Linked DNA regions of Sus scrofa: region 1 is linked to region 2. The links are chromatin contacts, called in public HiChIP or PLAC-seq maps. All regions are on one chromosome and are shown on one strand. Each heading gives the region's core, a stretch centred on a gene start, on an enhancer-like site or on the middle of the called end of the contact. The rest is flanking DNA. Distances are from core to core; before and after follow the strand shown.

Region 1 (3,436 bases), core at 592-3,091, 260 kb before region 2:
TCCATCATGGTCTGTCCCAAGAGACTGGATGTAGTTCCCTGTGCTAGACAATAGGAACTCATTGCTTATCCATTCCAAGTGTAATAGTTAAACTATTTTCTAAATGCAAGGAAGAATCAAGGACAGCCCTCTGAGAGGGTGATTTGGTCACTTCTGGTGGTGAGCTTGGGCTTTATCAGGTCAAGAACGAAAGGGAATCCCAAAGCTCCCAATGATAGAGGGGGTCTGCCAAGCCCCCCAGCTGCAGCCCCAGAGTGCAGATGCAGGGACCACCACCATAAAATCACGCTGTATTTCTGGGGTTGGGCCTGCCCACACCTGCTGTACCCTGGGAGCTGGCGCTACCCAGGCTCTTAGCTAATGAAGACTGGCTCTTGTGGGATCAGCTAAGCGGTTCACATTCCCAGTCTGGTCTTTATGCCACTTGGGTGGACCTGGGAAATACAAGGGGCCACTGGCATGTTGGCCCAAAGCCAAGGTTTAATTAAGCCCTAAATCTTCAGTGATTGTACCAGGGGCCCAATCCCCGAGAGGCCAGCCAAAGGGAGAAGCTACCCAAAGAACACTGGATCGGCTTCTTTTGAGTCTTCCCGCCAACACATTGTTTGTGGAGGCCTTGCTTGTTAGTGGGAATAATCCCCTCAAAGTCTCAGAGCCGAGTACAGAAAACCGGAGGCACAGCTCTGCACAGGATCGGCTTAACCATGGTGCCTACCGTAGCCCATAGGTGGTTTCTACAGACGTCCGCTGCCACGGAACATGGGTATTCATGAGGAAACAGAGGATAGATGAGCCCAATAACACGTTCCTGTTGAGGTTTCTGTTGAAGCATCCTTGGTGTTTGTTCAGAAATGACCCAAACCCTGTCTTGTTCAGGAAATGGAATGATGAGGGTTGACGACGTGAATTGGGAGACTCAGAAGGCCTGGGGCAGAGGCCTGGGACCCAGAGCCAAGACTTCGTCTCTGGGGAACCCGCAGATGCCTGGGAAGGAGGAGGGTGAAGTGAAGAGCTTCTGAACGGAGGAAGGACCTGGGACTCGCAGAGAATTTCTGTCTTGCTTTTCTTTGCTCATCCTCTCTCATAGACATGGAGAGAGAGCCCAGCTGTTTACAAAAAGGGTGAAGTGGACCAGATGCAGAATGGGCAGCTGTGGTGCAGCCTCACCCGACGATTGGGTGGCCAAGGGTGAGAATAACGCTTCCTCAGAGCTGATTAGTCAAAGTCATGCATGCAGGCTGAACATGATTGGGGCCGATTGGACGGACAGTTGCGGGGAAAGAACTGTCAGGTCTTAGTCTTTCTCGGACTTTCGAGTGACGTGTGAGTCCTGAGGTCTTGGAGTCAGATGGCCTGAGTTTGCCCAGGAAGCTGGCAGATGCCCCTTGGCAGTCTGGTCCCACTCCATTTGGGAGCCTACAAGTGTCATGGTTCCTCTAGCCGTGCTGGGGCCTGTGGGCTTCCCAAAGGGGGCAGGGCCGGGTTTCTACCCCATGGCATCTCCTTCCTGCTGCAGCTGGGGAGCCATGCTCCTGGGTGTTTATGGAACGTGTTATGGTAGGTAAGGTTAGAACGCCTGGCACTCAGTAAGTTCTATGTATTGGTCCCATCATCGTTCTCAGGCTGGAGCTTTGGTTGCATGTGGAGACCTGCCCACACTGCCCCCACTCCAGGCAGCCTCCCCTCCTTGTGATCAGAGAGTGTGGGAATAGGGCACTGGCCTGCGTCCGGGGGTCAGCACTTCAGTGGGTCAGAACACAGCGCCAAAGGGAGCGGCCGTCTCAGATAGGCCGCTGCAGATGAAAGACACCGTGTTTGCCTTTCCGAAGTGCTGCTGTGTCCTGAAGGCCCACAGCTTCCCCTGCCCTGCTGTGTTTTTTTTTTTTTTCTCTTCCCAGTTCCTCTCAGTGATATCTTAAGAGGCAAACTTCCAGCACTAACAGGAGGTCTTTTGTTCTCCTTTTCTCTAAGTGGACTTTAACCCAGTTACGACAGATGAGTCACTGTAAAAACAAACAAATAATAATATTCCATTTTCTTAAAGGCTCTTCCATGCCTGCTGATAGAAAAGGGGGAACCTGACACTGCACTGGGCCTGTGGGGCTTCCCGCCCGCCCTGACCTTCTGAGGCACAGTCCAGGAGAACCTTCCAGAATGCTCTGGAGCCCAGCACAGTGGAACTCTTCAGTGGGGCTCTGGCTTGTTTAGAATTTCATCTGATCTGGGGTGGTCCAGGGGCTCTGAGGAATTCTGGTCTCAGCACCATCCTGGTTGGGATTTACACACCTGGGTCTGCCACAAACTAAATTCTGGACCTGCCTCCTGTCACACTTTAATTTCTTTCTACGTGAAACAGGGGTATTAGATGCCCAGGAAGGACTTTGCAACAGCATATCTTCTGCTCTATTGAAAGACTGAAGGGCATGCTTAGCACACAAGGGCAGTCTGCATCCATTCAATAAAATTCACCAGGCACTCAGGTAGGCACCGGGGTTGCAGGGACGGTGCCCTCAGGGAGACAGATGCATAAATAAATGAACGCCGTGACTACGGATACAGGGAAGATGGCACATGTTCCAGGGGGAGTGGTAAGAAAGGAGATGACTGTTCAATCTGGGAATGCTGGGAAAATCTTCTTAGAAGAGATAGCATCTGAACCGAGTCTTAAGCAGCGAGTACAAGTTTACCCCCGGTGCTCGGGGGAGAAGAGGGCAGATGTGGCAGGCAGAGGGAGTAAGCGACATGACCCAAGGACTGAGACCCATGGCCAGTTTGGCCTCAACCTTGTGTAAGCCCCTTCTAATCTTTGTCCAGCCTTTTTGCCTACCTAGGTAGAGCTGGACCCTCATTGCCCTGAGAAGGAGCCATTCTGGGTTGAAGATGCTGCTGGCTTCAGGACTCTGGTCTGAGATGTCTTCTGGCTGCATCAAACACAAAGGCTTGCTTTGGGCCACCAGCCTCCTGGGCTCATTGCCGAAGAGCAGCCACGGCTCCCCATGGGTGGAGGTATATGTGTTCTCCGGAAGGCTGTCACCCAGTGTCACAGTCACTGACTGTGTCCTAACTCCCTAGAGCTCAGATGCATAGTGAAACCCATGCATGTCTGTAATGAAAACATCAGTTCAACTGCCTGATAAAATTCCTGCTCATTGTCAACCCCAGCTTACAAGTCTCCTTTACTGCGAAGAGCCCCAGAAGCTGTGGGTAGAGTGAGCCGCCCTGGTCTTTGTGCTCTGGGGCTCTGGAGCACTTTGCTTCAGGCTCTAACTATAATTACTGTAACGTCTCAGTTTCCCTGAATGCTCTCCTCCCAGACTGTGAGATCTTGGAGGGAATGGTAGGTAATGCATACTCTGGTTCCTGTACATCCAAGGTGTTCAATAGAGGTTCATTGAGCAGACACGTGAATGAATGAATGAGGTTTGAGTCAGTCTGT
Region 2 (3,350 bases), core at 668-3,167:
CCTAATGAGAAACACGTGCTAGAGGGCCCACCCACAGGTCAACTCAGCCAGAAAGGCCCCGTTTCTTCTGCCTGATGGTGCTGAAGAAAGACCTCTCCCTGGGCCTGCCATGGGAATGGTTTCAAATATTATCAAGGTATCTCCAAAGGCCACCATCAAAGCATCAGTGGATTTTCCCTAGTCTCACACCATGATTTGAAAAACTCTTCCTTGACTAGCATAGAATTAGTGCCAGGTTGGGAATCTGGAACCAGTTCCACTGACTGCTCCAGTTCCACCTGGCCACAAGCCTGATGCACCCTGGCCCAGGCTATACACTGTTCAGAACCCCTCCTTGGGGAGGTGAAATGCAGGCCCTGACAAAACTGAAAAGATCTGGGCAGCACCTTGCCAACACTGGTCATACAAATGTCTGCCTTCTCTCTTGTCATCCGTCTAAGTTGAATTTCACACTTTGGTTCTTTCCATTTTACCAATGAAGAATATACCACCAGTATCCAAACTGTCTCAATGAGACATGAAGAAAATGAATGAGAGATTACATAAACTCTATGGGTGAACGCCTAAAGAAAATGCCAGATTAGTCCAAGATGTTATTTATTATAAGGCCCCCCCAAGAGAAATGCTGCTGTTCCCTTTCAGAAAATGAACATTCACTTTTCGTCAAACTCTGAGATACAGTGACTTGTTTTAGTAGGATCAAAAAAAAAAAAAAAAAAAATCCATGTTTACTCAGCACGAGTAAAGCTCAAGTTTTACGTGGGGTCTAAAGAGCTACCAATGCTGGCAGGCCTAATTGTGTAAACATGAAAATGGTCTTTTTTTCCCTTTCTTTCTTTTTTTAAAAAAACAAAACAAAACAAAAGGAGCCATACATGCAGAGACAGTTGTGCTGGGCCAACGTGGGGTCTCCTGCAAAGATCAGATCATCCAAGAAGCCCGCTTTGATCTGACCAAAGACCGGTATTTAATCTCCTATGTGGGAGAAACTATAGTTCTTAGATTAATTACCCAGCCACAGATCTGCTGCCAAGCTGCTCCAAGCCTCTCTTCCTAATGTGAAATAAAGCGGCATTTACTTCAAACCATGTGGTAGAGCCAGCCTGTGCCAGAGAATATGCATTCCTTTTCCACTCATTTACAGAGACATAAAAGTTCAGGGCATCACTCATTCACGTGCATTTAGAGCGACGATCGGTCTCTATACCATTATTTCTTCTCAATTTGCTAGAGAGAGGACCAGGGGCTGACAGGGAGTGATTCTTGGAAAGAAACCCTGAAAATGAGAGGGAGTTAAGTTTCCATGGGAAGAGTTATCTTCTTGGTTGAAATGTACCACCTGAAAAGAGACAAAGACTGAAACTCTTGCAGGCGGAACCCCCGCAGAGTGCCATTAGCTGGCGTCCTGCAGAAAACCAGTTGGGTTCTGGCAACTGGATGACAGTGGCAGTAGGTGGGGAGAGGAAGTCATATTTAGAACCTATGGTTCCAGTGACATGGCTCCCATGCTCTGCAGGCAAGTGACCTCTATGGCCTGTCATGGGGACCAGAGGATCAAAACTTGGACTCGCTGGGCGATCCTGAATGAAGTTCTGACCCTTCCTGTAGGTCTATTGCCTCAACTAGGAAAACATAAATACACAGACCCACCCGCTTTGGTGCGAAATGAGGTTGCATCACCTTTTTGGCGCCATAATCAGGACGTGTCTTGTTAGTATTACACTACTGCTCTGTAGAATCAAGTGTGTGGAGGCTTCAGGCTTCCAATATATGAATGAACGCCAGTAAGCAAATGATCCACAGCCAAAGGTGAAATCAGATTCTCTGAAAAGAGGCGAGTATTTTAGGGCTGCCTTTCAAGAAGCTGCAGCCACACCCAATGACCAGGGTCTAAACGGAAGTGACTCAACACTGTTGGGCTGCATTTCTTTGGCTGGGCAGTACCTTGTCAACCATCTCCAAATGAGGCCTGCACAGGGTGAGGGATCTGAATGAGTGCACAGGGGTCAGAGGTCAGAGGGCTGGGGGGGCAGGGACAGAGAGCACACAATGGAGGAGGAGTAAACCAGGCAGTGGAACTGTCCTTTCATCAAATGCTGATTTTTCTCTGGGCAGAATGATTATGGGGATCTTATTGTCAGCACTCTTAGCCTGATCTTTCCAGACACTTCTCTGAAGAGTGAAGGACCCTGACCAAACCCTCCCCAGATCAGCAGTTGGGGAGGTGGAAGGAGGAATTTTAATTTTTTTTTTTTTTGTCTTTTGTCTTTTGTCTTTTTAGGGCCGTGCACATAGCATATGGAAGTTCCCTGGTTAGCGGTTGAATTAGAGCTGTAGCTGCCAACCTATACCACAGCCACAGCAATGCTGAATCCTTAACCCAGTGAGCAAGGCCAGGGATCGAACCTGCATCCTGATGGTGGCTAGTCAGATTCGTTTCCACTGAGCCACGACAAGAATGCTCAGGAAGGAGGAATTTTAAAAGCTGGTGATGTACGTAGAATTCTTAGTAGGGAGCTAGATTTCACTCCGCTGGCATGGAGCTCTCGCTAGAACCTAATCTCTGGCTGCCGGGCCTGGAGAAGCTACAGCCATTAGAGGCCACAGGGGGCTTCAGGCTTCTGGCTCCCTGATTTCAAAAGAGCCAAGGGAAAAAGGAGAAAACCAGTCACTAGGCATCCTGGTCAATGCCAGCTACTGTCACACCGTTCCGTACGCTTTCTATCCACGAAACCATTTCCCTCACTCCAGACCTATCCCCACCTCCACCCCCCAATCTCACTGACTGTCACTCAGCCTCCCATGGTTCTAGGGAAAGGGCAGGCCAAAAGCTAAGGATGCCTTTGTTTTCATCTCCGAGATAGGATGGCATGGGGTCCTGAGTGCCAAGGTACCAAGATAAGAGGGGTGCTCAAAATGCCCAGATGGCTGGAGAATGAAAACCCAGAGGACAAGAGCCAAGTTTGCACAGCAGACAAGGGCCGCTGTGGCCGGGGCTGGAAGTGGAGTCCTTGTCATCCACAGGCAGCAGCGGAACTAAAGGGAAGCCATCCCCCGACTCAGCTGTGGGAGTTGGGCAGCTTCCCAGCTGGAAGGGGCTCCCAAACACATCCCTGCGAGCTCCCAAGGAAAGACAGAGCTGCCTTAAAAACAACAAACAAAAAGGGCCGCTAATCAAGAGGAACTTTAGACTGAAGAACGAGATTCAGTCATCCTTCCAGAAAGACGCATGTCTGGGCCAGGGCCCAAGAGCATGACATTCAGCTGCTGTCCTCCTCTCTGGGGGCCCAAGTTCGGAGGCACTGAAAGGAGAAGAGATTCACAAAGGAGGCAGATGGAAAGCCCCCACA

The links. HiChIP or PLAC-seq counts read pairs in DNA pulled down with a chosen protein or histone mark.
Region 1: a contact with region 2 is called in an H3K27ac HiChIP or PLAC-seq map of alveolar macrophages. The contact joins two enhancer-like sites. A contact is called at or near these places in 2 of 2 datasets of contacts at active chromatin or transcription factors (alveolar macrophages and skeletal muscle).

The regions. Positions count from the first base shown.
Region 1 is chr7:92,292,391-92,295,826 of Sscrofa11.1, reverse strand. All of the region lies in intron 11 of RAD51B (DNA repair protein RAD51 homolog 2), which reads right to left. Among named protein-coding and RNA genes, the nearest start is that of ZFP36L1, 200 kb to the left of the region's middle. Within about 2 kb of position 1,841, at least 35 of the 83 cell types and tissues checked have an H3K27ac peak or open chromatin away from gene starts, as enhancers often do. A contact at or near this core is called in alveolar macrophages and skeletal muscle, where this site is marked.
Region 2 is chr7:92,035,823-92,039,172 of Sscrofa11.1, reverse strand. The region is part of intron 9 of RAD51B (DNA repair protein RAD51 homolog 2); the gene reads right to left. Among named protein-coding and RNA genes, the nearest start is that of RAD51B, 450 kb to the right of the region's middle. Within about 2 kb of position 1,917, at least 23 of the 83 cell types and tissues checked have an H3K27ac peak or open chromatin away from gene starts, as enhancers often do. A contact at or near this core is called in alveolar macrophages and skeletal muscle, where this site is marked.